Linked DNA regions of Mus musculus: regions 1, 3, 4, 5 and 6 are each linked to region 2. The links are chromatin contacts, called in public HiChIP or PLAC-seq and promoter capture Hi-C maps. All regions are on one chromosome and are shown on one strand. The core of a region is the stretch at or near the end of the contact, and the rest is flanking DNA. Distances in the headings are between cores, read along the strand shown. Region 1 holds the start of Baiap2l1 (BAI1-associated protein 2-like 1). Region 2 holds the start of Kdelr2 (KDEL (Lys-Asp-Glu-Leu) endoplasmic reticulum protein retention receptor 2). Region 3 holds the start of Ccz1 (CCZ1 vacuolar protein trafficking and biogenesis associated). Region 4 holds the start of Wipi2 (WD repeat domain, phosphoinositide interacting 2). Region 5 overlaps Ccz1 (CCZ1 vacuolar protein trafficking and biogenesis associated). Region 6 holds the start of 2900089D17Rik (a long non-coding RNA gene).

Region 1 (4,206 bases), core at 921-3,420, 950 kb after region 2:
AACAGTCTTCCTCTTACTCCAGCTCTGTGGGTAGAAAGACAGGCCAAGGTGGTTCATTTTTGTGGTACTGTAATCTGCCTGCCCACACCAACCAAAGGTTTCTCAGTCAGAAGTGAGAAAAAGAACAGTTTGCTCAGGGCATCTGATTGCTTGTCTAAAGTTGACATTTTCTTTCCAGACCAGCAAGATAAACAATCAATTGTGTTTGAGAAACTTAACTGTGCCTGTGTTTTCCACTGCAGCAGATGCTCGGATTCCACGCACAGACTACAATAAATAACCCACATTCCTCAGTTATGGTTTTTCCTTGACTGAGTATTCATCTGAGTATCTTGTCTCCCCCACGCTAGGGCATTTTACTTCCATACTCTGTCGACACCCCACACCCCAGTTCTACCGGCTTCACATCATTTAAGTCTGAACAATGCCAATCCAAATACAAGGCTTTAAACATTCAAATTTCTGGCATTTCTAAAAATTATCATTTAATTAAGGAAGCACACTAATAGGAACAGGTTTTGGTCACAGTTGTGAACCTTCAAAATCATAATAATACAGTCTACTTTGTCTATCTAGAATAAATGTTATAGTGCACACATGGAGGGGTGGATATGATTTGGAGCCACAATGAATTCTGAAAATATTTTCATGCTGCTTTAAAATGATTTTCCAGCAACTCAATAAATTCTGATTTCAGGAACTAAGACCTTGCAAATCTAGAAACTCAATTTTAGGGGTGAAAAAAAAAAAACTAGAGAAATGACCAAAGAGTGGGTGAAAAAAGAATCTAGAGAAATGACCAAAGAGTGGGTTTTAATCATGACTACAAGTAAATTTAGAGAACTTTAAATCTCAGGGGTTCAGTGGACCTAAGTGGAATTAAAACAAAAGTTGTTTTGTATTCTATTAATAGCAGATGATTAAACGGATATCTCATTTCAAATGGAATTCATTTATAAGTACTTAAACTTACTAAACTGGCCACTAATCCCATGTCTGTTTCTGGAAAAATTCTCTCACATAACATGCCAGTTAAGCGACCAATCACCACACGTTCTGTCAGCTTAAGTCAATTCTTATTAAAATCTCAGTGCTCTCTGACTCCAATAACCTCCCCAAATCATGAACGTAGAAACAGTCCAACTGCGGGCGAACATGCTCATAATAATTGTATATAGATGTATAAAACTGTCAAAACGCTAAACAAAAAGTAATCAAAAGCCAAATCGAACTTAAAAGCTACTGTATGAAAGAGTCCAAGAGGGCGAAGGCGTTTCAAGTCTTCCCAGGAGCAGATTCCCTGGCAGCCTAGAAAATTCCCTGAGCCGAGGGAGCCAGGCTCACCTGGCGATGGATTCCTAATTACGGAGGAGTTTCTCCCCTACATTCTTTCTTTTCTCCGAGGAAACTCGAGCTTGTCTCTTTTCTCTCTCTCTTTTGGATCTGGGGAGGGGTTAGCCCCAGCGGTCAGACCAGCGCAGTCACTGACCACAAAGAGAAGTTGGGGGAGGATAAGAACCTCTCGGGGACCCCGCGGATTGTCGTCCACGTCTCCAATCCCCTTCCCCCAACACGGGAAATGTGGGGTCCCTGGGAGTCTCCAAGGGTCCAAGGGGGAAGGGGAGGCCCTTATCATGTAAAGTCCCCACTTTATCTCAAAAGCGAAAAAGAATCTCGACCGACCCCGCTGGCGACAATGGTCAGCTGCTTGTCCGGGCTCACGTTCCTGGCCTCGAACCCTGGAGTTCCCAAGTCTCCGGGCCTCCCAGCCTCCGCCCTCAGCCTGGAACCACAGAGTCCCGGATCCCCCCGGTCTCCCGTCTCGAGCTCCGCAAAGTCCCACACTTACCCGGTACGTGTTCTCCGTGAGCCGGTTCACCTCCTCCGGCCCCCGAGACATGGCTGCAGCCTCCGGGAGGGCGAGCGCGGGAGGACGCGGCGGGGCCTCGTGGCCGCCGGGCGGCGGGAGCGCCTAGGACTTGAGACTGAGTGGTCCTTGAGAGTCGGCCGCCGCCACAGCTGTCAGCGGGAGAGAGTCAGTGCGCGTCTCTGCTGCCAAAATGTCAAAACTTTGCGGCGCTTCGGTCTGTAAGGAGCTGCGAGGTAGACGTAGCCTGCCAAGGCTGGGACGAGCAAAGGGACGGGCAGCCCCACCTGAGGCGGGCGGAGTGGGCGGGGCCGTACGGCCAGAGGGCGGGGCAGCCCCACCTGAGGTGGGCGGGGCCTAGGCTGAGTACTCTAGAGTGGGCGGGGCGGCCTCGCGCGGAGACAGCCTGGTGGGAGGGTCGATCTTTTGGGGCAACCGGGGGAACCTGGAAGAGACTTGTTGCGCTAGGTGGGCGTGGCCTAGGGGCTTGCTAAGCGGAGCAGAAGCCCGGCCAGCGCGCCGGACTGATTGGCCCCAGCTGAGACGTGGAGCGGGGGTGGGGTCTGAGAGGCCAACAAGAGGGAGAAGCCAAGGGGAGGGGACGCGCCCTTACTCCCCCCACCTGAAATGGACTGATGGGCGTGGCCTAGATGGCGGATGGGCGTGGCCGAAACAAGAAGGGACGGAGTGAACGAAGTCGCCCTAGCTGTGTCCGCCAGAGTGGCACCGCAGAGTTGAGCCGGTGGGCGCGGTCTAGCAGACCGATGGGCGGTGCTGAAGCGAGGATGGCGTGGTTTAGACAGCCCCAGCTGAGGCAGGCAAGGGAATGGGAGAGTCTTCCTCGTGTGGGCGTGGCTGAGCAGCCTGGTGGGCGAGGCTGGAGCAGTACAAGGCGAGGTGGCTGGACCCAGTGGACCAGGCCATCTCGCCTAAGGCTTGGCAGTGGAGGTAATACCTCTGTTCGCCCTCTCCCGGCCCTCCCAGAGTTCCAGCCAAGCCCCTACACTGTGGTGTCTTTTAGAACAGGACCTGGACCTTTGGGCTTCTAGGTCTTTGGTCTAGTGTCCGCCACAAGGTGCTGGCTCTGAAAGCTCGAGGCTCACATCCTCCGCAGGTGAATCCTCTAAGCTCTCTGCCTTTGAGTAACTTCCACATACCTCCTACGAATCGGTTTCCCTGATTGAAGGTCCACGGGGCATGGTTTCTCATGGATGGAGCCACCCACAATTTTGAAAGTTCCGGGGTGCCAAAAAAAGTAACTAACGCCAAGATCTGATTACTGGAATAACAGAACATTAAGAATAAGTTTAAAATCCCATGCTTTACAACTATGTAAATCACAAGACTGTCTAAAAATTTCCTCTGTGTGTGTGTGTGTGTGTGTGTGTGTTACAAGAAGTCAACCTTGGGCGTCATTCCTCAGCCGATATCTACTATATATATCTTGGAGACAGAGTCTCTTACTGAAGTAGCTAAAAAGGATAGACTGATGGCTATCAAGTCTCCACAAGCCCCATGAATCCACCTGTCTCCCAAATTCCCAGCACTGGGAGTACAAGAGCATATCTACTGTATGTAGCTTTTCACATGGGTTCCGCAGATGGAACCCAGGTCCCAATGTTCGCACCACAGGCACTTTACAAACTGACCCATTTCCTCAGCCCCCAGGTCGGCTGAGGCGTCTAGGATGTCTGTGCTTTCTTTCATCTTGTAGAGGCCATGTAGGTGTGTGGCTCCTGGCACATTATTTAAAACTTTTATTTTATGTGTAAGCTACTTGGACTGCATGTATGTCATCTGTGACTGATACATATATATGTACATGCCTGGTGCATATGTCAGAGGTCAGAAGAGGGCTTCAGATTCCCTGAAACTTGGGTTGCAGAAGGTTGTGACCATCATGTGGGTACTGGGAAACAAACCTAGGTCCTCTGGAAGAACAGCCAGTGTTCTTAACTACTGAGCTGTCTCCCTAGTCCTTCCTGGTGCTTCCTGTTGTCTACCCAGTCACACCCAACCCAGCTCTGAACATGTCCTAGAGTACACACCTAGGACTGAGGTGACCCAGACTCCAGGGCCACAGCAACCTTCTCCTAGCAGAAAACACACTCAGCGCTTGAGACTTGAACTCAGCCGGAGTGGGCAAGGCTTTATTTTTAAAAGCTGTCCAGGTACGATTGCTTTGTTTATGAGCTTGGAGGATACGAAGCTTCTAAACTGCTCCAGGATAAAGTTCACTGGGAAATACACACAAAGAAAGCACTGTGTGCCCCAGATGGAAACACTGAAAGTATGGGATGACTCTGGACTTAGAACAGACACAAGCACTTGGACTCTGG
Region 2 (4,458 bases), core at 1,904-4,403:
TCCTTATCTACCTCGACCTTTACGCCGGGCAGCTGTTTACCCTCCTTTGGTAAACCTGCACATGCCCAAGGTTCGGCTACCAGGTGTCTACTTAGTGCGGACCTTGTCATCGGTTTATTTCCTGCTTGTCACAGCTGTTTCCGGCCAAACGAAAGTAGCAGGAAAGCAAGGGCTACCAAGTTGCTCAAGGAAGCAACCAGGGGCCGGCAATGCAGCTCCACTGGCAGAGTGTTAATCAGGATTCCCAAAGCCCTGGCCTCCACGCCCAGACCACATAAGCCCCATGTGGGGGAGCATACCTAGGATCCCAACAGTCAAATCATACTAAGTTTGATGCCAGCCTGGGTGACATGACAATCTGTCTCAATTTTTTTTTTTTTTTTTGAGACAGGGTTTCTCTGTGTAGCCCTGGCTATCCTGGAACTCACTCTGTAGACCAGGCTAGCCTCGAACTCAGAAATCCGCCTGCCTCTGCCTCCCAAGTGCTGGGATTAAAGGCATGTGCCAACACTGCCCGGCTCAATTTTTTTCTTGTCAAAGAAGAATGAGGAGAAAGAGGAGGAGGAGGAGGCAGCCCAGTATGCCTAGAAGGCAGAGGCAAGTGAATCTCTTTGAACTCTGTAAGTTCAAGGCCAGCCAAGGGTACACAATGAGAACGTGTCTCAAAAACAAAACAAAAGGAAGGGAGGGAAGGGGAAGAGAAGGAATGAAAGACCAGCTCTTTTCTACACACCAGCTTGGTACAGTGTAGCCAAAGCAAAGCTCTGCTAAATCATGTCCCATGTGCAGGCTGCATCTGCTGCAGAATGCCTGCTTCTTGGCTTCTGTGGGCATAGCATACACATAGTGTGCACTTAAACACATCGAGGCAAACATTCATTCATGTAAAATATAAATAAATCTTAAAAAGAAAATCAAAGACCAGCCCTGGAACCATGTTTCACTTAATAAACCCAACCATCGGCTTAAATTGCCAGGGAGGGGGAATTTCCACCAATCACAGCAGACCTGACATGCAAATGTTGCTAATATTTGCACCAATCATAGCACTGCCTCATTTGCTCTACCAGCGGTTGCTTTGGTAGGCTACTAGACAAGTACCTCAGGCCTTAGTGGAAAGAACTGCAGGGTCATCCAGAGGTCACATAAACAAGTGATAACCAGAGGTCCAGCACCTTTTGAAACAATTTTTGCTGAGGCTGCACCATCAGGCATAGGAACAATTAACAGCCATCATGGGTCAGCAAGATGGCTCAATGGAGTAAGGGTACTTGTTGCCAAGTGTAATGAGCCAGGGCCCACATCACGGGAGGAGAGAATACAAGAATAAACACACACACACACACACACACACACACACACACACATGTCCAATAGCCATCTCCCCACCCCATCTCCCCAGCCCTTTGAGATAGGGTTTCTCTATGTAGCCCTGGCTGTACTAGAACTCAAGTCTATAAAACAGGCTGGCCTTGAACTCAGAGATCCACCTGACTCTGCCTTCTGAATGCAGGAATTAAAGACATGTGCTACAACCGCCCAGCATTATGTGGCTTTCTTAAGCTCTCTGTGGACTTCTGGTGCTAGTGTAAGTAGAGCCTGTCTGTCTGTCTGTCAGATAGTTCTCTCGCTCAGGCAGCCAGGGCTGCACATGAAGGCCCCAGCCCCAACATCTTTGCTAATTTAAGTTATTTATTTAATAACTTAAAAATTAAGTCGTTAACATTAATAGTAAGGAGCTGGCTAATCGGGGGCTGGGGATTGAACTCCAGACCTCATGTATGGCTAGTGACTGCTTTATTAACTGAGCCATCTCCAAGGTAACCCATGACGCATGGGTTAGTGCTTCAGCCCCATCTTCCCACCCTGCTCCATCATTTAAGCCTCCAAGTTTCTTCTTAAATGGCAAACAAGAAACACTGTAAATCCAGAAAGATTGCTGACACATGTCTGCGAGAAACACAGCCCAGATCTCCAGCACCCACATAAATGCTAGGCTGTGTTGAAGCCTGGGAGATAGAGACAGGGGATCCCTTCGGCAAGCTGGCCTGCTAGACTAGCCAAATCAGCAAGCTCTGGGTTCAAGTGTGATGCCTTGCTTCAATATATAAGGTGTAACAGGATCTAGAAGGTCCTAGAAATAGCTGGCCTCACAGCCTACACATGTGCACACACACGTGTGAACAGACATATAAAAGCAAAAAGAAAGAAGAGGAAGAGGAGGGAGAGGAAAGAAAAAGAAGTGGTGGGGTTGCTCAGCGGCTAAAGGGGCTTGTCACCAAGCCTGGAGATTTGAGCCTAGTCCCAGGAACCAACAAGATGGAAGGAGAGAACTGGGCCTGACTGGATGTGCCCACACAGTCCACAAATAAATTTTTATTTTTATTTTTATTGTTTCAGGGGTGTGTGTGTGTGTGTGTGTGTGTGTGCGCGCGCACACACATGAAGGCACCCTCAGAGGTGAGAGGTGTCAGATAGAACTGGAGTTCCAGGCTGTTGTGAGTCTGCAGTTGTGGGTGCTGGGACTCGAAATCAGGTCTATTAGAAGAACAGCAATTGCTCTTATCCACTGGGCCAGCTCTCCATCCCTAATACAAAATTTTAATGTAATTTTAAATAAAAATTAATAGATTTTGACAGATTTCTTATGACTTATTTTTATTATTATTTAAAATGTGTGTGTTAGTTTGTGTGTGGGTGTGTGCATGGGCGTGCAGGTGCTCTCAAAGGCCAGAAGCAATGAATTCCCTGGAGTTGGTGTTAAAGGTGATGTAAGCTCCCCGAGGTTAGGAGCTGGGCATCGAACTTCGGTCCTATACAAGAGAAGCTGGAGTTCTTAATCACAGAAATTTTAATCTTGCTTTCTACCCTCGCAATGCCTCTGAGATAGGTATTTCTGCTATCTTAGTAGGGAATGGAAAAAAAAACAAGACAATACTCACAACTGAGTGGCATTTCAAAAACTTAGAGAAGGAAATCGCTGGCACCTAGGCGGAAACCCTGGAGACGGAAATTGCGGAGGACTCTGGGTCCTCAGTTGACCGTCCACGCGGGATGTAAAGTCCGGCTGCTCACCGACGCTGGGCCTTTAAGGGGCGTGGCGGGGGCGTGGCCCCAGCGGTCGCCCGCTCTCCCAGGCTGCCCCGCGCGCGCGACGGCAGTTCGGCCACGTCCCTGGCCACGTCGCGCCCGCTCCCGCCATCTTTCGCCGCTTCCTCTCTCCGGGGCTGCTGTCGCCGCGTCCCGAGTCGCTGCCTAGCTCCGGTGCCGCTGTGCCGCGCCGACCGCCGCCGCCATGAACATCTTCCGGCTGACTGGGGACCTGTCCCACCTGGCGGCCATCGTCATCCTACTGCTGAAGATCTGGAAGACGCGCTCCTGTGCTGGTGAGCGGCCGCCGGGGCGAGGCGCGCGGGGCAGGAGCGCGCGCGTTTGGCCCATTCGACCGACCCATTCGGCTCTCGGTCGTTCCGGAGGCTTTGTGCCGGGCTTGCGATGGCCAGACACACCCATCTCGGCCTGCTCGGCGGGCAACGAAACCCCTCCGAGTGTGCACACGGGCTGGGGTGTCCGTCGCAGCTCTGGGCCCCCCAGTTCTGCGCTTGGTCCGCTCGCGAACTTGATCCGTCCTGGCTCAGCGAGCGCTGGCGTAACTGCCCCCGCGTCCTGCTGCATCTGAAAAGTTTAGCACGGGATCTGTGGGGCTCTAGTGGGCGTGTCCCTCTCCATGGGACTTTTGGGGGGCGCCTCTGAGTCCCCAGGAATCAATGGGAGACTTGCTCGAGGAGGATGGATAGGACCACAGACTAGCTGGGCCTGACGTGGCAGCCAGGCCACCCGCGAAGGTGGGGCTGGCTGGAGGAAGAGGGGCATCCTGCTATTCATTCTGTTATCTTCAAGGACAAGCAGAGGATGGGATGTGGGGGCAGGATGGTGTCAGGTCTGGCCTGTGCTTACAGTTGATGAGGCTACAACTCAAGCCTTGGGGTTCGGGATCTCATGCGTCATAAAAAGAGATGTGGATCTTTTAAGTGAGTTGCTTGGCATAGTTTTCATGTTACTCTGAGAAGCAAGCTAGTTTTTCATCCTTGAGTGTGGCCGTCTAATAACTGGTTCTCTTAAACTGCCAGCGCTGGGTACCACAGAGGCCTCTGTTCTCGGCTAGTATCCTTGCTCCACGTCACCATTGAGTTGGCGCTGTACCTCCCTCAAACTACATTGCAGAGAGGCAGTAGAGTGAACTTTCCTCACATAATAGCTGTGGACTTCTGCCTTTCGTTAAATATTAGGAATCTTACAAGTTTTAGATAAGTTCTTGGTGAGTGTGATGGTGCTTGCCTGTAATCCCAGCACTCGAGAGGTGGTAACCTGAGGTTCAGGAATTCAAAATGAGAATGGACTACATGCTGGTCCTGTCTCCAAAAACACCCCCTGCTCCCCAAAAACCCATTAATTAAT
Region 3 (4,010 bases), core at 1,103-3,602, 610 kb after region 2:
TGTTTGGTTTGGTTTGGTTTGTTTTTTTTTTTTGAAACAGGGTTTCTCAGTCTACCCCTGGCTGTCCTGGAGTTGGCTCTGCAGACCAGGCTGGCCTGGAAGTCATAGAGATCCACTTACCTCTGCCTCCTGAGTGCTGGAATCAAAGGTATGCATCACCATTGCCTGGCCAGAACGTTTCTTAAAATTTAGCCCCAATCTTAATAACCATTTTGATTTTGAAATTGCAACCAATTTCAGTGTTTCCTAAGAATAAGAGCCCCAGAGCTGTTACTGTGAACTGTTACTGAGTATATAAATACCATAACCATCCAGAAATTTTCTTCTGGTTCATTGAAGAACTGTCTGTTCTTCTGTGTGTGTAAAGATTTTGCAGGTTTCGATGGGCTAAAAGTCCTAGTGGGAAAAAAGTTTTAAAAACATGGTTTAAATATGGTGTAAATTGAAAGAATTCACCAGTCTTTACAAACAAAAAATATATGTAAACTATTACCTTGTAAACTGTACAATTGCTTCACATAATCCAACATTTCTAATTTTTTCATTCTTTTCTACTTCATTTGGATGGTAAAACAGAATTTTATTTTCTTCCTAACACAGAAAGAAAACAGAAACACAGCATTAATGTCAGGATTTATTCATCTTAACTCTGAAAGTGTTGAGTTTAACATCCAACTCTCCGATCATAGAGGCTAAGGACAACACCTAAAAATGTCTTTAGAAAACCAGGAATGGTTGGGTCTGGTGGCACACGTCACGAATCCCAGCACTCTGGAGGCAGAGATAGGAGAGTCTCTGAGTTGGAGGCCAGCCTGGTCTACAGAGTGAGTTCCAGGACAGCCAGGGCTACACAGAGAAACCCTGTATTGATGGGAAAAAACAAAAAACAAAAAGCACCTCCAAAAAACAAAATTCATTGTGATTTTGTAACTACTGCAAGCCATCAGTGTAAGAGGTAATTGTGATATTCACCAAATCACATCTCATCAGTAGGACAAGATGAAAGTCTCAGATTTCTTCCCATGTGTCAGAAACCCTCACAAGGAAGATGCAGGTGTGCGCGTGTACAAGAATACAGGATCCACAATTGCACCAAGTTGGTTCGGGAGCACTTGGGCTGACAGCCTCTAAATAGGGCTTTTTTTTTTTAAGATTTATTTATTTATTTATTTATTTATTTATTATATGTAAGTACTTATTTATTTATTTATTTATTTATTTATTTATTATATGTAAGTACACTGTAGCTGTCTTCAGACACACCAGAAGAGGGCATCAGATCTCATTACGGGTGGTTGTGAGCCACCATGTGGTTGCTGGGATTTGAACTTCGGACCTTCAGAAGAGCAGTCGGGTGCTCTTACCCACTGAGCCATCTCACCAGCCCCTAAATAGGGCTTTGATCTGCTTGCAACAAAACACAGTTCTAGGCATGTTTTGAGGAAGTTGCCACTGTCAACTCGGAGTAAAAAAAAACGCTTATAACTTCGATTTTGGGTGCTCCCTTCGGCAGCACATATACTAAAATTGGAATGATACAGAGATTAGCATGGCCCCTGTGCAAGGATGACACTCAAATTCGTGAAGCGTTCCATTTTTTTCCAACGTTTATCCTAGACACAGTGAAAAACTATTTCATTCTAATGTTTACCCTAGATAGAATGATTCTACTAGAGTTCGACTATGATACCTGAATATACACCTAAAGCACTCTTAACTCCTACCATCACAGAAATGCTTGCACATAAATCTTTATTGCTACATTAATGACATTAGCCACAAGCTGGAACCAGCATAGATATCAACCAAACAGTTTAGTGGATAGAAATGTGTTAAAACACAATGAGATTTTAGTTAGCCGGAAGGAAAAATAAAGTAACAGTAACATTTCCAGAAAACAAAACATCAATTTTGGGGAAAACAAGAAAAAAGAAAAAATTAACTTTGTGAAGCGCCTCCAAGTTTTTAGTTTTGTTTCATTTTCCCTCTTTTGGGAGCTCTGTCCTACCAATCTGGCTCCACCTTTGCAATCGAAGATTCCAAGAGAGGAGTCAAGTTCGATCTTAATTGCCCAGACCTGACGCGATGGGAAAGACTTTCAAGCCGGGCGGAGGGATTAACCTGGGACCTCCGTTGCCAGGACGGGCTGCGGCATCAGGGGCCGGGCACGGAGCAGGCTCGCGGCCCCTTCGGCTTACCTCTCCCTCGCGCGGCCCGAAACGGGGGTTGTAGATGAAGAAGCTCAGCAGCGCTGGCGGGAACTGCTTCTCCTGGGCCGCCCAAGCACCCGGCCCGGCCGCGGCTGCCGCCATCCCGGCCCGGCCCCCGTTTCGGGAGGCTCCCCTCCGCCCGCTCCGAGGCAGCAGCCTTAGGGAACACCGCACTTCCGCCTCGCTAGCCGGCGGCCCGGAAGAGCTCGAAACTGACCCAGAAGAAAAACCTGCAGTGCCCAGTCCCTCTCTGATAGGTCCGTGTGGAACCAGTTCCCTCGTGTTTATTGGGCTGGAGTGTTTTCAATTATATCAGCTCTCAGCTGGCTGTCATGGCTAAAGGCGAAGACCACGAATTTCAAGAGAAATGTAACAATGGATTGGGGTGGGGGGGGTGTTGTTTCTTTTCTTTTGTTTGTTTGTTTGTTTGTTTGTTTGGATAGGGGTTCACTATGTACACCAGGTTGGCCTCTAACTCACAGAGATCCTCATGCCTCAGCCTCCTGGGTGCTGGCATTAAAGGCGTCATGGATACGGTATTTTTTAAGTGTGAAAAAACGTTTAGGGGAACACATTTTTCTTGAAGGTAGCCAGTTTACATCTGTTGTTGGTTGGTTTTTGGTTTTGTTGTTGTTGTTGTTGTTGTTGTTGTTGTTGTTGTTTTACATTTATTTATTTGTCCTCCAGGGAGGGGGATGTCCTGGCACGTGTATGAAGGTCAGAGGACAACTTGTTGAAATTGCTTCTCCCCTTCAGCACCACATAAACTGGGTGTGGCTGGCACGCCCTGGTGTGGTGGAGGCAGGAGGATCATAAGTCAAGGTCAACCTCGAATATATAGCACTTTTACTTACATCAATTATAAGCAATGGACTATAAGCAAAAGCAAAAATGTCCAAATTTACCTTGCCACAGAACTGGAGAGATGGTTCTACAATTAAGAGCACTGGCTGCTTTCACTAAGGACCTGGATTTAGTTCCAGCTCATAATGGCCAATAACTCCAGCTGCAGGGCATCTGATGCCTCTTTTGGCCTCTGTGGGCACTTGCTCAAATGTGGCACACATAAATTCATGCAAGCACACATATACGTATAAAATAAATCAATCCTTTTTTTTTTAATCTACCCTATCACCAACAAAGCTGATTTTCTTGGAACAAGTGAAAACCTGTAAATCTATAGTCTTCTCAGTGAATAAATCAACAGGCCTAGTGGAAAATATCCTGTCGATTCAGATTTCATCTGTCTTCTAAAGTGTTTGTGAGGTAATCCTATACCCTAGCCGTTACAGAAGAGATACGGGGTAGGTTTTTGCTTGAAATTGGATTCGTGAGCAGTCGTTTACGCAACACTAAACTGTAGTTGCTACACAGAACTATGTAAGCATGCAAATCGACAAGTGTTTCCCATACGTGCTTCATTTTCATTTTGATACAGAAAGAACTATTTTGAAAATCTATAGGTTCTCTAGGCATGGGGGCACAGGCGCTCAGGGTGTTGAAACAGGTGCATTACCAGCTATAAGATAGTCTGAGCTACAGAATGAGTCCCTGTCTCAAAAACAGTTTTGTTGTTCCTATAAGCAAATAAATCAGGGTCTCACATAGCCTGGCTTCAGGATCGATATGTAGTCAGGAATGGCCTTGAATTCCTGATCCTGATGTTTTGACTTCCAAATTCTGGGATTTCCAATGTGCACCACCAGACTCAACCATTAAGCCACCCACAAAGCTGGCTTTAGTGTCAAGTCCATTTAATCCCAAACTACTTCACCAAGCTACAAGCTAAGACTGTAGTTA
Region 4 (4,441 bases), core at 1,680-4,179, 770 kb before region 2:
TACCTCTTTATACCACTACATTTGATCTCCCCTTCCATGAAAGCTCCCACCCAATGGGCCCTTCCTAATCTCTTAACTTCTGTGGGTATTCCAAATGAAATACACACGCCTAGAGACTCTAAGCTAACATCCACAAATGGGAGAAAACCTGGGGTGTTTGTCTTTGGGGTCTGGGTGACTTCCTTTCGAATGATTATTTCTGGCTCCATCCATTGACCTGTGAGCCACATTTCACTTTTTCTTACCAGTTGATTACGATCCATTGTGTAAACACACCACATTCTCATTATCCGTTCTTTAGCTGATGGGCATCTAGGCAGTTTCTCTTCCTGTCTATTAGGAATAGAACAGCATCGGACACAGATGAGTGGGGATCTCTGTAGTGAGAGCTGGTCCTGGGGTGCATGCTCAGGAGTGGGAGAGGTGAGGTATGGAGTTGATCTATTTCCAGCTTTTTGAGGAAACCTCATGCTGATTTTCACGGTGGTTGTGCCATTGGCAACTCCCACCAGCAGCAAGTAAATGTGCCTTTCCCCCCACATCCGTGTGGGGGAAAATCTTAGCCTCAGTTCTGACTGAGGGTAAAAGGAAAATCTCAAAGCTTTAATTTGCATTTCCCTGATGGCTAAGGATGTTGAACTTTTAAAAGAATGTTTCCTGACTGGTTCTGCTTCATCTTTTAGGGACTTCATGTTCAGGTCTATGTCCCATTAGGGAGGGGGGTGATTTTTTTTCAAGATAAGGTTTCTCTGTGTAGCCCTGGCTGTCCTGGAACTCACTCTGTAGACCAGGCTGGCCTCTAACTCAGAGATCCTCCTGCCTCTGCCTTCTGAGTGCTGGGATTAAACCCATGCACCAGCACTTGGATCTCCATGCCCCATTTTTAAATTGGGTTATTTCCTGATATTTTTTCTTCAGTCTTTGTATATTCTTGATAGTAACCCTCTGCCAGGTGTATAGCTTCTAAACGTTGTTTACCAGTTCTGAAGGCTTCCTCTTCACTCAAATGATGATGTCCTTGTGGTAAAGAAGTTTGTTAGTCTCCTGAGATTCCGTTTATTAATTGTTAGTCTTAATGCCTAAGTTACTGGGGTCCTGTTCAGAAAGTCTTTCCTTGTGCCAATAATAGTAATTGGATTTAAGGCCTGGTCCACAAAATGAAACCCATATCCAGAACCATTGTCAAGGCCGAGAACCTGTGGGCAGGTGGGACACAGACCTTAGGGGAGGCCCTACCACCACTAGTCTGCTGAATAGACATAGTATTTAAGTGACCCCTTATTGTTACATCCATAGAGAAATGCATCTCTCAGCTCTCATCAGAAAAGCTTCTATTTGCAGAAGATGGTTATTGACACAGAGGCCCACAACTAGCCAAAAGTGAGCCACAGATACCACACCCCTCCTCCCAGTGATCAAGGACCACTGTAGAAGAGTCTGAAAGACTATAAGAGCCAGAGGCACTGGATACTGTCAAGGAAATGGTGTTTTCTGGACTAGCAGGGCAGCTACACACATGAACTCACAGTGGAATATACCAGACCTGTGCAAGCTAAGCCAGGCAAGATGTATGTATAAGAGAGATGGGCATGAAGCCTCACACCTAGCTAAGCTGTTGTTAACTGGTAGCTGCTGGGAACGGGGAATCAATTTCCTTCAAGGGTATGTATGATCTCCGATAGGTCTTCCAGTGGAAGACCATATCCAAAACTATATAGGCAACACAAAATGGAATTGGTGGGTTTAAAAAAGAAAGACTGAAAAAAAAAAAGACATAAAGTTGGGTGGGTAGGGAAGAAGAGTGGATCTGGGTGGTGGTGAGGTTGAATATGATCAAAATGCTTTGCATGAAATTCTTAAAGAATTCATTAAAAAAAAAAAAAAGAAAAGCTGGGAATCGTAGCACATTTAATTCCAGCACCAGAGGGCAGAGGACGGAGGGCAGATGGCCGAGGGCAGTATATTTCTATGCATTGAAGATTAAGATGGTGAGTTCCAGAAGAGCCAAGGTCTCCAAAGGCTAAAGCAAACCATTTTAAAGGCTACTTTAAACAAGCGTGGTGGTGCAGCTCCATAATCTTTTAAGAGGTAAAGGCAGGAAGACCGGGAATTCAAGGTCAACCTCAGCTACAGAGTCCAAAGCTAGCCTAAGATAGATGAGCCCCGATCCAAAGACAACAAACAAAACAAAAACACGAAACAGGAAGGGTGGGAAAGTGTGCGCCATCTTTTCCTCAACAACTTTGCCATCTTTGCCCCTCTGGCTGTACTAACAAAGTTCGACTTTGCTCCCCGCTTAACTGTCCTCAAGGACAGCACACTGCTCTTGGGAACTACCAGCCTCTTGCCTAGAGGTTCAGTTCTAACAGCACAGAACAAGTCTCTCTCTTCTCCAGGACCTTCGCCACCAGAACATTTCTATCTCCTTGAAGGGAAGAAGAGAAAGGAAAGAAGGGAAGCAGCGGGAAGGAGAGAAAGGTGCTTCCCATAGACTGTTGCACGGACCAATACATTTAAAGTAGAATCCTGTCCCAAGGACCGTGACCGCACGCGCCTTTCCAGTCTCAGACCCAACATTTGGCAAATCGTTTGCAGTTCTGCGCCTCGCTTTTCAAATCTGCAAAACGGACGTGCGACATTCTCTTCGAGCAACGCGGTGCGCCAAAGTTCCTAGAACAATGATCAACGACTCAGGACCAACGAGGTAACTCGCCGTTCTCAGACAGCAAGCCCCCGCCCACTCTCCGCCACGCGCAGGCGCACCCACCAGCGCACCTTTATGCATGCGCAGTCGACCGGAAACACCCGCGGATGCCTGCGGCGAAGAGGCGGGGCCTACGCAGCGGGCCTGCGCGGAACGCCGCCGTGCGACGCGAGGGTGGGCGGGACCGCGCAAGCGCGCAGCCCGTCCCGGCTCTGGAGCATAAACAAGAGTGGGGACGGGATGAGGCGGCAGTTGGTCCCCGCGCAGCGAGAGGCGGCGAGCGGGGCGACCTGCCGGACCGGACGTCGATCCTGAGTGTAGCGTGCTCCCGCGGGCCGCCCGAGTCGAGCTGCGCGCGCTCCCGCCAAGGGGGGTCCGAGGCCGTCGCGCGCTCGCAGCCATGAACCTGGCGAGCCAGAGCGGAGAGGCCGGCGCCGGCCAGCTGCTGTTCGCCAACTTCAACCAGGATAACACGTAAGGCCGGGCGCGGACGCGGGGCCGGGGCAGAGACCAGGGCTGGTCAGGTTGAGGGGTATGGGCGGGGGGCGTGCTGAGCCCGCGCGGCCGCTCGAGCGCTGCTGCCTCCTGGGCCGGGGGAGGTGATGGAACTCGGGGTGCCCCCATCCACCTGTCCTGAGACCTGGCCTTTCGCAAAGTTAGGAAGGAACTGTGCACGCCGGTTTGCGCCTGTCACCCGGACTCGGTTTTGCGGCCATCCTGGGCATCGCCCGCCTCCCCCTTTCTATACATCTGTATCCTCACTGCTTCTGTCGCTTTTCATGGCTTTTCTTTTTCTGTTTGCTTATTTCTTCTCTGCCGACCTTTCTGGCAAGTAACTTTGGTCTCCTCCAAAAAAGGACCAAACGGCAGTAGTAATCCAGGCCTTCGATCTGAGACTTTATCCTCAAGGGGTCTGGGAGCTTCAAAAGGGGGTGAGGTGGGCTATTCCTGGGGTAAAAAAGAACCTTCGTACCGGTCCACTGTTTTACCGGACTGAACTCCTGTAGTTCCCCATCTGGTTCTTCAAGGCTGCCTCGTTGGCATACCTGGAAGGTAGGTAATAGATGAGGTTTCTGATGAAGGATGGATGAGTTATGGGACTGGAAGGGAGAAGAGCCATCTTGGGAAGTGAGTAAGAGGAAGTGATGTAAGAGGAGGAGGAATGGGTCACTTGGCATCACACTAAGTAGTTGGTCGCTACTGGCACAATAGCATTAGCAAGGCAGGGACTGAGGCTTTTGTTTTTCCTCACTTAAAAGTTAGATTGGAGAATGGCAAGTACCTGTGTGGAGGGAGGTGCAACAGGTGCTCAGTTGGACCTTTAGACGAGCTCAAGAAGGAGGTGCTGTCCTGAAATTGGGACCAGCCACAAATGAGACTGTGAAGTTCAGAAAGGGCTAGAGTCTGTCAGGATCTTAAAGTTGGCTAATAGTGGGATGGGGCAGGCTTGGGTTCTCATCCCCTGAGGTTGCTCTCCTGGTGTTCTTTCCGTTGTAACACACTGGGTCTTTTCTACATTAGAACAGAATGCTAAAGACACTGAGTCCAGAAGTAATAGTGGACCTGGGCACTGGAGAGCTGGTTCAGTGGATAAAGCACTTGTCACACAACTCTGAGGCCCAGAGTTGGGATCCCAGCACCCATAGAAAAGCTAGGCAGCTGTCTATAATCCCAGCAGATCCCTGGCTAGTTAGATGAGCAGGGTCAGTGAGCTCTGGGGTTCAGGGAAGAGACCCT
Region 5 (4,217 bases), core at 544-3,043, 590 kb after region 2:
ACACTAGGGTACCACTGTTTTGGTTCTAAAAGAACTGGTTTGCGGAGAGCCTGAGATCCTCGTGGGTCAGCACTAGAAGTGCAATGCTCCTGAGAAGCTGACGGGATGGATGTACAAAAACCCTGGCCACAGTCTTGAGATGTCGATCAAGGGTTTTCCAGAGATAATCACCTTGGATTAGTTGATCCATCAAATCCACCTATTTTAATTTCTGTGGTGCTAAGTAGAGAGCCCAGGGCCTTGAGTATGCCAGGCAAATGCTATACCACTGAGCTCCATGCCCACCCCTTTAAACTCCCATTTTATCTCTGCATGCACCCAAATACTAATGCAAATGAAGACCTGAAATGTCCTAATGCTGGGCACAGTGAGGCTGCCTGTAATCACAACGTTAGGAAACCGTGGGACAATGGCTGTAAGTTCAAGGTTGGACTGGCCTACATAGCAACTTTCAGGCCAGCCAGATGGAAGCTCTTGTCTCAAAAACACAAAACAAAAGCCCAAAACAAACCAACAAAAGAACAGATGTTAAGATCCTCTATGTCACTTATGATGAGCTTGGTAGGATTTGTCCCCTGCCTGCCGTTAGTGTCATGCCACAGAGAGCAGTGGCGAAGCCCAATCCCATGAGGACAATGCGATCTTTTCTCCAGGACAACATTCATTAAGACCCATAAAGCAGCTGCTAGATCACACTGTCCAGAAAGGAGACCAACCCCGCCCTGATGGGAAGGCAGAAAAAAACTGCATTCTTCTGCCCATGTGCAGATGGTGACAGCTGGAAGTGCCCTGTGAACCTGGCAGCCTGGAGGGTTCTCATCACAGGATCTATAAAAGGACATTTGTACAGTGGGCAGCTATAAAAGGACATTTGTACAGTGGGCAGCTATAAAAGGACATTTGTACAGTGGGCAGCCATGCCTTGTTTGCTGATTTTTCTTTTTGTAGCACTTTAGAAAACACTTTTCTTTTAGGCACTGTTAAGTTTCCCACCCCACAGGAGAAATAAAAGCATTTAATGGGGGACTGGAGACACAGCTCAGTGGCTAGGAGCACCTGCTATTCTTACAGAAGACCCCATTTGGTTCTCGGCACCCACAGGACAGCCTACAACTGTCAGTAACTGCAGCTCCTTCTGGCTTCCTCAGGGACCAGGCACAAGTGGGTGGGACACAGACATAAATGCTGGTAAAATACCCATATGCATGAAATAAAGTTTTCTTTAAACCCGAAATACACAGAATAGAAGCATCTGCTTGGATCTTAGGAGTTGTGTTCTGGTTTCTGTTTGCACTGGAGGCTGAGTTAGGCCCTCACTCATGCTCGGCGGGTGTAGCAGTGGGCTACATCCCTCACAGACCCCTGACACCCATCTCATTTCCCCCCCACCATTTATTCAAGGTAGAGACTCCATTAATAGCCCAGGCAGACTTTGAAGTTCTCATCCTCTTGCCTCTTGAAAAGCTGGGATCCAAGGCCAGGAGCTTCTGTTTGTTTGATTTCTGGGGCAGTTATGAGCTGCCCCATGTGTAGACCAAACTTGAGTCCCTGTAAGAGCAGCAGAGACCCTGAGCCTCTGGAGCTGTCTCTGCAGTCCCTGTTTTTTTGCTTTCTAATGTTTATTTTATGTGACTATCTTTTGTCAGCATGTATGTCTATCACCACGTGTGCCCGATGCTGTCAGAGGACAGACGAGGTATTGGATCCGTGAGAACGGGGCTACGGCTGCCTGCGGGCCACTGTGTGGGAGCTGGAACTAAGCCAACGTCTTAACCCGGAGCCACTGCTGCAGCTCACCAAGTTACTTCCCTTTTAAAGAACTTCCTATTTCCTTGTGTGTGCACGTGTGTGTATGGAGGGATACAGTATGCATGCATGAGGTCTGAGGACATTCTGTGTGTCACCAAGCTTGGCAGCACGCTCCTGTACCCACTAGGCCACTTCTCAGGCCATATTTACTTTTTTTTGAGATAGGGTCTCCTGTAGTCCAGGCTGAGTTCAAACTCACTCTGTAGCTGAGGATGGACGTAAACTCCTGATCCTCCTGCCTCAGCTGGAATTATAGGTATGACCACAATGTGCAGCTTCTATAGTTTCTTAACCCAGGGAAAGATTATTTGAAGTATCCGTGGTTAAAGTTCTCCTGAGGTCCCAGGCCCCCTTACCATTGACCTCGATCAGGTTCGCATTCTTCTGACTGAGAATCACGTACAGCTCCCGCTGGTCAGACTTCTTCCCAACAACCCAGTAGTCGCTCATGGCCTTCACAATGATTTCTTCATCTTCATCTGCTCTGTAACAAAGTTTCAGAGTGGGATGCTTTTATGTACACAGCTAGACTGGGAAGAGAAAAAGAATTCAAAACAAGAAATGGTACTAAGGGGCTGGAGAGATGGCTCAGTGGTTAAGAGCACTGACTGCTCTTCCGAAGGTACTGAGTTCAATTCTCAGCAACCACATGGTGGCTCACAACCATCTGTAATGAGATCTGACGCCCTCTTCTGGAGTGTCTGAAGACAGCTACAGTGTACTTACATATAACAATAAATAAATCTTAGGGCTGGAGCAAGCAGAAGCCAAGTTTAATTCCCAGCAACCACATGGTGGCTCACAACCATCTGTACAGCTACTGTGTACTCATATACATAAAGTAAATAAATCTTAAAAAGAAAGAAAGAAACGACACTAAGTTGTAGTTATAAATAGTTAAGTAGTCACGTATGAAAGGCAACCTTGTGTGATGTGGAAGCAGTCTCTTCTCAAGGGCTCTGGGTCACTTGGTTTAAAGGTAATTATTTAGCTAGGCATGCAGGCATATGTCTATAATCCCAGCCCTGAGAAGGCTGAGGCAGAGAGATCTTGAGTTTAAGTACTACTAGGTTATACAGTGAATCCCATGTAAACAAACAAATAAGATAAATATAAATATACATACGTATAACTCCTTTAAATCTATTCTCAGAAAGGCAACATCCGCTTTGAGAAGTCGCTGGGATTACCTGGTAAAGTCACTGTTGATGTCCCCTAATATCTTCATTAGATCTGGGTGGACGGATGTGAGTGACACACTGGGCGTTTTCCTCATGTGAATTGTACTTTTCTCTGCTAAATTCATGTGGTTGAAGTAGATGAACTTAAACTGGGGCTCCTTTTCAGACCTGTGCAGACATGACATTGAGATGACGACCACTGAAAGAACAGTTATCCCAAGCACACAGGCACGGGTGAGAGTGCAGAATGGCAATCTCAATTCATAGTCAAAACCAAAACTCAAGAGACCCACGAACAGAAAATGCACAAACTAAAACGGAATGGCAGGGGTGGCACGGTGACTCCAAAGAGAAAGCCAAGTAGCACCAAGCCTGATGACCTGAGTCAGAACCCAGGGCCCACATGATGGAGGGAGAGACTCGACTCGACTCTCGCAAACCATTCTCTGACCTAGACACACACACAATAAATACATGGAACTAAATGACTATATAAAGGCTTTGATCTTCAGTGGCTAGACACTCAAATCTAGACTCTCAGTAAGCTGTAACCAATGTTTCAAACAATAATAACATGTGATATCTAATAAGATAGAATTTTCCAAGGAGACGAAGTCTACTTCTTAACCAAAAAGTGTTTCCCCTACATGTGAGTCCTTGTAAATAACAGTCCACTGTCCATGAAGTCCAACTTATTCACCACCTGTCCTGTTGCAGAAAACACTCTCTGACCCTGGGTTAGGAGACTAACACTTCTTCTATCTCCAGTGCTGGGAATGAGTGTGCGCTGTGTACAGTGCTGGCCACGAGACTGCAGCTCTGTGCGTGTAAGACTTTGCACAGCCTCAGTGAAAGCCACAGTGAGCTGCATCAGCCTCTTCCATGAAGTGAAATGGACATTCCGGTCGGGACCTACCTTTCCCTCTCCTAGGGCACATCACAGAGGGGACGGAGCTTTCCAGAAATGCTGCAGTGGTGACACTGTGCACACCTTCAGTACCATAAGCATTTAGTCTGTGAGAATAAAGCCGAAGCAGAGTACGAACCCAGAGATCCTCTTGTTGATATTAAACTGCTCACAGATGTCAGATGCCAGCACCGTAAGCTGGGGCCCAACGATGCTGTCCAGTCTTCGGCAGAAATCCAGCGTGAGCGGCGTGGAGGCTGGCAGGAGTTAAAAGAAACAGCACTCAGCCCTGCCACCCTTGGTGCCCCACAGCTCACATG
Region 6 (4,579 bases), core at 1,194-3,693, 850 kb after region 2:
GGAATTGAATTCAGGACCTCTGGAAGAGCAGCTAGTGCTCTTAACTGCTGAGCCATCTCTCCAGCCCGACCTTTCACTTTGGAGGCTTCTGTCTCCACCTCTAGAGTGCTGGGATTACAGGCTTGAGCCACCATGCCCAGTTAATGCAATGCTGGGATGGGTCCTGGGGCTTCAGGCACGCTGGGTGACTGCTCTATGAACTGAGCTACACATACAACCTCACTGGGTATCTTTTGAGGTAGAGTCTCAAAATGTTACCCAGACTGGCTCTGAACTCCTAATTCTCCTTCAGAGTGCCACCAGATGGACGGATGGACACACACACACACACACACACACACACACACAAGACCCTGGAAATACATAGGCAACAATTGGGAAGGATTCTCACTGTTCCAACATTTCTTTTTCCTTGCTTGGTTTTTGGAGACATGGTCTCATGTAGCTGAGGCTGGCCTTGAACTTGCTGTGTAGTAGTGGACCTGATTCTCTTGAATCATTTCCCAAGCACTGGGGTGAGAGTCACGTGCCGGAACCCACGGCTTCACGTGTGTTAGGTAAACTCATGCCAGGCGATACTTGGGCTAGCGGCATGGCAGTAGCTATGCAGAGACTGCATGGGCCTGTGTCAGACCATGGTCCTCTCCTAGGGAGCCACATCGCCATGCTGTACACTCAGCAAGTTTGCGGTCAGGCTGCTAAAAAAAAGTTGGAGAACCTGAAGGAAGCGCCGCAGGTGCTTAGAGTTTAGGGTTCTCCCAAGCAGGGCAGTTATTTCTAATTAGTGGCCACAGCCCCTGAAAGCGAAAATTAATCAAAAGAGGAGGAGGAGGAAGGCTCAGCAGTTGAGTAGGCTTCAGTGGGTGAGCGTACTCAGTTGTTTTCCTTCCTACACCCAAGGATGTGTGGGCAGTGATTGGGAGGGGCTCGCCTGGTCCCTCCCTGTGGGTGGTGACCCGGGTGCTGGGTTGGGCAAGGGGAGGATTTGGGCGTGGAGGGGCAACGAAGTCCATAGTTTAGGAGGTAAAGGTGAGAGGGTTAAGAGTTCCAGGCCAGCTTGGGCTACATGAGCCTAGGTCCAAAACAAACAAACAAACACAGAAAAACGGTGGAGGCGCCTGCTGCAGAATCTGTCAACCAATCTATCTCAGGACCCATATGGTGGAAAGCAGGAACCCACTCTCGAAAGTTATTTATTCTCTGGCTTCCAAATGCGTGCCCACTCATATAAACACACCCTCCCCCCAAATAATTGTAACAAACATTATTATTATTATTTTTAGAAAAAAAGCAAAAGCTAAAGGAGGCCAGGATCTTGTTGGGTCTCCGGCCGTGGCCGGGAGTCAGAACTTCTCTGGAAGTCCAAGATCCATTGTGGGGCGGGACTGAACGAGGACAACACCCCGCCAGCGGCAGCCGCTGAGGCGTCTTTAAGACGCCCTCGCCCAAACCCCGCCCACAGCCCCGCCCCGCCCCGCCCACGTGACCCCGATCTTGTGACCGGCGGGAGGGCGGGGAACCCTTGGCGCGCCCGCCCCGCCCGGCGCGCGCCTCACTGGGCCGAGCTGCCCGGGACACCGCCGTCGCCGCTACCGCCGCCATCCCCGCCGGGCCGAAGGAAGCGAGCCGGGCCGGAGCTGGCGGGCGCGCGGCCCCGGGGGCCGCGATGGACCACAAGCCCCTGTTGCAGGAGCGCCCGCCCGCCTACAACCTGGAGGCCGGCCAGGGCGACTACGCGTGCGGCCCGCACGGCTACGGGGCCATCCCCACCGCGCCCCCGCCGCCGCCCTACCCCTACCTCGTCACAGGTGGGCCCGCAGCTCTTCGGGGTCCCCGAACGGCCTCCGGGCCAAGCACCGCGCTGTCCCCGGCGCGGGCCTGCCGGGGGGGCAGCTGCTACCCGGAGCGCCCTGCCCGGCCAGGCCCTGCCCCGGTGGCCGTGAACTTAGTGTCGGAGGGTTCACACTTGGCTTCTAGAGCCCACCCGCAGGCGCGCTCAGCCCCGTTGGAGGCGGGGAGGACGGGGGCTAAGGGGGAGGGAGGGAGGAGAGGAGGAGGGCCGAGTCGCCCGGGGCTGATCAGCACTCCGCTCCCACAGGGATCCCCACCAGCCACCCCCGGGTCTATAACATCCACAGTCGAACGGTCACCCGGTATCCTGCCAACTCCATCGTCGTGGTCGGAGGCTGCCCGGTCTGCAGGTAAGTCTCTAGCCTGGGGGTGGGGGGTGGCGGCGGAGAACGCACGTGCCGGAATCTTGCAAAAGGCCAGCGGGGGTGGGATGGGGTGGGGTCACAGCCCGGCTCCTGTCTCAGAGGGAAGTCCCGCAGGGGAGGGACTGCAGTGGGAGAAGGTGGGGTCACTCACCCCTGGCTCTGAATTTACTTTATGCGGCAGAAGGATGGGTTCCCTTTTCTGTGGGGAGTTGAGTGCATTTGGGAGGCATGGCACCCGGAGTGCGTGGGACGCAGGAATGTTAACAATGGAGACTGATGGTCTTTCCTCCCTAGTACTGGAGATCCGCAGCGAATCAGGGTTTGTTTTGTTAGGTTTTTTTCCTCCAGTTTCCGCAAGTGTGTCCAGTACTAAGGAGATATTGGGACTTGAGTCCGCAGGCCAGTATGCCAAAGGACTTAGGAGATCCAAGTGGCCAGCAGAGAGCAAAGGCTGTGAGGGTGCAGAATGACGACCAGGGCTTAACAACTCCTGGCCACTAGCTGGCCCAGGAGGAAACCCCGTGCTTCTTTGTTCCGGGCTGGAGTGGTTTTGTTGTTGTGGCTGTTTTACCCTCAAACTGGAGCTGACAGAAACTTTGTGGGGACTTTATGGAAGGTGAGAGATGCAGCCAGGCTCATTCTAGGCAGGCTTTGAGGATTCGGCTTCCAAGTTGGACTTGGCCACTCACCCGGGGATGGGCCAGGTACAGCTCGTGCAGGGCAGGGTTTCAGCCTTTGTCTGGCAGGGGGAAGTTCCAAGTCTCTGAGATGGAATTAAGAAACCCTTGTTTGGACTTAGCTTTCGTTTCAAAAGTGTGTGTCAGAGGCGCAGAGTGGAGCCATAAGGAAGTTAATGATTTTGGAAACTTGCGAGTGGCCTCACAAGAGATGACTGAGGGTGGAAGACACTGGACCCTCGGTTGATCATGTGCTTGGGGGAAGAAGGCTGAAGGCCAGTTAGTTAGAGTCCTCCTTCAGGGACCCAAGTGACTTGGCTTTTGGAGCTGGTGCAGGGGAGAGGAGTGGGACTCAGCTGCTTCCTCTAGCTGTAGATGGGGTGGCTCTCTGATAGCTTGGTCTTGCTGGCCGCCTCTCTCTCTGCAAGCTTTCCACCTGAGGGCTTGAGGCACACCAAAGAGGGAGCATAGACTGGGAGGTGGTCCTAGCTTGTTGAGCCAAGGGGATTAGTATAGGGTCTCCTGTGCAGAGAGAGAGCCACTGGGAACAGAAGGGGGTTAGTTGTATGGAGGTGGGAGACTTCCTGTGTGGCCTTGAGGCTAGTCCCTGCATGGGAATTCTCAGAGCCCTGAGGATGGGACAAATATTAGCTGAACTCTCAGATTTAAGGAGAGGTCTCATAGGGGTAGGTGGCAAGCAGGCAGGAAGGTGGGGAGAGGCATAGCAGTGCAGGGGGCTCACTAGGATTTCATGTCTGCTTGTTCCAGCAACCAGATCCTGGCCCTACCACAGTCAGCTGGGTTTGTTTCTGTTTTTTTTCCTCTCCCCCAGTGGACAGGAGTGTTCCCATGAGGCTCTTCTTGGACCAGACCCCTGAACTTGGGGGTTGGGGTGTGGGGGGACGGACAGCAGGGCAGTATGGCTGCTATAGTCTGGGGCCAAGGCAGTCAAAATCCTAGACTGTGGAGTGTCCCACTGCAGTCTGGACTGCTGCTGGTGGAGAACACTTTCTCTGAGACTTTCCCTGGGAAGTGAGTTGTTTTGTAGGCTTGTGGCTTCTGCTCATGGGCTCTTCAGTCCTGTAGAATCTGGGACAAGGTCAGGCTGTGCCACTGCCCTCACAGGAAGGTCTTGGGCTCTTGTGTTGCAGCCTGTGGATGGAGGCGTCCAGTATTAAGGAACCTGGGTCCTCCGAGGACAGGTTTGAGGGTACCTGATCCTTGAAGTAGTGACCACTCTTCACCCCCCCCACCCCCCCAGGCTGTTATGCACACCTGGATCCCTGCAGGTGTGTTCACAGTGCCCTCTGCTGCTAGCCCCTGGCTTTTCAAGGCTGATCAGTACAAAAGCAGGCATGCAGGATGTTGGGGGGTGGGGGGGCTCCCTCTCCAGGAGAGCAGCACAGGAGGGGGGCCAGCTTTGCCTTTGGTTTAGGGAAAGAGTGTGTCTGTTTTTGGGGTTGGGGCAAAGGTGTTCCCCTGTAAACATCTGAGCCCTCCCCTGCCTGGTATGTTAGGTCTGAAAGAGAGGACACTTCTCATGTGACTAAGCTTTCTCCCTTCCAGATGTGGCCTGCCGGGCCCTGTCCTGTCTTTCCCTAGTGGCTTGGCAGGAATTTGTCCAAGTCACACGTCTGTGATTCCCTCTGAGTGAGACTTGGCATAAGAGGCCGGTGTCGCTTGTCA

Evidence for each region. Promoter capture Hi-C pulls out the DNA fragments that hold promoters and counts their contacts. HiChIP or PLAC-seq counts read pairs in DNA pulled down with a chosen protein or histone mark. Capture Hi-C pulls out chosen DNA fragments and counts their contacts.
Region 1: a promoter capture Hi-C map of hippocampal neurons shows a contact between it and region 2, with 2.1 times the contacts expected there. The contact joins the promoter of Baiap2l1 here to the promoter of Kdelr2 in region 2. A contact is called at or near these places in 3 of 39 promoter capture datasets (hippocampal neurons, liver and pre-B cells).
Region 3: a contact with region 2 is called in a promoter capture Hi-C map of erythroid cells, with 4 times the contacts expected there. The contact joins the promoter of Ccz1 here to the promoter of Kdelr2 in region 2. A contact is called at or near these places in 1 of 39 promoter capture datasets (erythroid cells), 2 of 115 datasets of contacts at active chromatin or transcription factors (the SCID.adh cell line and memory CD8 T cells) and 3 of 9 other capture datasets (adipose tissue, embryonic stem cells and liver).
Region 4: a contact with region 2 is called in a promoter capture Hi-C map of adipose tissue. The contact joins the promoter of Wipi2 here to the promoter of Kdelr2 in region 2. A contact is called at or near these places in 1 of 39 promoter capture datasets (liver) and 2 of 9 other capture datasets (adipose tissue and liver).
Region 5: a contact with region 2 is called in an H3K27ac HiChIP or PLAC-seq map of microglia, with 4 times the contacts expected there. The contact joins the enhancer-like site here to the promoter of Kdelr2 in region 2. A contact is called at or near these places in 8 of 39 promoter capture datasets (the 3T3-L1 cell line, 3T3-L1-derived adipocytes, the C10 cell line and 5 more), 1 of 484 Hi-C or Micro-C datasets (bone marrow-derived macrophages), 4 of 115 datasets of contacts at active chromatin or transcription factors (the SCID.adh cell line, embryonic stem cells, fetal liver and 1 more) and 1 of 9 other capture datasets (embryonic stem cells).
Region 6: a contact with region 2 is called in a promoter capture Hi-C map of liver, with 2.6 times the contacts expected there. The contact joins the promoter of 2900089D17Rik here to the promoter of Kdelr2 in region 2. A contact is called at or near these places in 2 of 39 promoter capture datasets (both in liver) and 1 of 9 other capture datasets (liver).

Annotation. Positions count from the first base shown.
Region 1 is chr5:144,355,942-144,360,147 of GRCm38.p6, forward strand. Baiap2l1 (BAI1-associated protein 2-like 1) reads right to left here and starts at 2,171. Exons shown (of 14, transcript NM_025833.3): 1 at 1,850-2,171. The coding sequence starts at 1,900. It overlaps Dmrt1i (Dmrt1 interacting ncRNA), which reads left to right and starts at 1,982. Exons shown (of 2, transcript NR_102374.1): 1 at 1,982-2,103.
Region 2 is chr5:143,400,667-143,405,124 of GRCm38.p6, forward strand. It overlaps Kdelr2 (KDEL (Lys-Asp-Glu-Leu) endoplasmic reticulum protein retention receptor 2), which reads left to right and starts at 3,154. Exons shown (of 5, transcript NM_025841.4): 1 at 3,154-3,386. The coding sequence starts at 3,296. Gm20635 (a long non-coding RNA gene) reads right to left here and starts at 3,076. Exons shown (of 3, transcript XR_868670.2): 1 at 2,943-3,076.
Region 3 is chr5:144,012,501-144,016,510 of GRCm38.p6, forward strand. Ccz1 (CCZ1 vacuolar protein trafficking and biogenesis associated) reads right to left here and starts at 2,353. Exons shown (of 15, transcript NM_177682.3): 1 at 2,199-2,353; 2 at 494-591; 3 at 303-396. The coding sequence starts at 2,312. It overlaps Gm24311 (a small nuclear RNA gene), which reads left to right and starts at 1,498; the gene lies at 1,498-1,601. Gm33427 (a long non-coding RNA gene) reads left to right here and starts at 2,659. Exons shown (of 2, transcript XR_377194.2): 1 at 2,659-3,476.
Region 4 is chr5:142,626,655-142,631,095 of GRCm38.p6, forward strand. It overlaps Wipi2 (WD repeat domain, phosphoinositide interacting 2), which reads left to right and starts at 2,930. Exons shown (of 12, transcript NM_178398.4): 1 at 2,930-3,178. The coding sequence starts at 3,105.
Region 5 is chr5:143,988,473-143,992,689 of GRCm38.p6, forward strand. It overlaps Ccz1 (CCZ1 vacuolar protein trafficking and biogenesis associated), which reads right to left. Exons shown (of 15, transcript NM_177682.3): 12 at 4,037-4,154; 13 at 3,000-3,158; 14 at 2,166-2,293. Among named protein-coding and RNA genes, the nearest start is that of Gm17135, 9.6 kb to the left of the region's middle. Within about 2 kb of position 1,794, at least 53 of the 459 cell types and tissues checked have an H3K27ac peak or open chromatin away from gene starts, as enhancers often do. A contact at or near this core is called in bone marrow-derived macrophages and microglia, where this site is marked.
Region 6 is chr5:144,253,712-144,258,290 of GRCm38.p6, forward strand. It overlaps 2900089D17Rik (a long non-coding RNA gene), which reads right to left and starts at 2,444. Exons shown (of 3, transcript XR_868683.3): 1 at 2,368-2,444. It overlaps Bri3 (brain protein I3), which reads left to right and starts at 1,514. Exons shown (of 3, transcript NM_018772.4): 1 at 1,514-1,808; 2 at 2,099-2,201. The coding sequence starts at 1,667.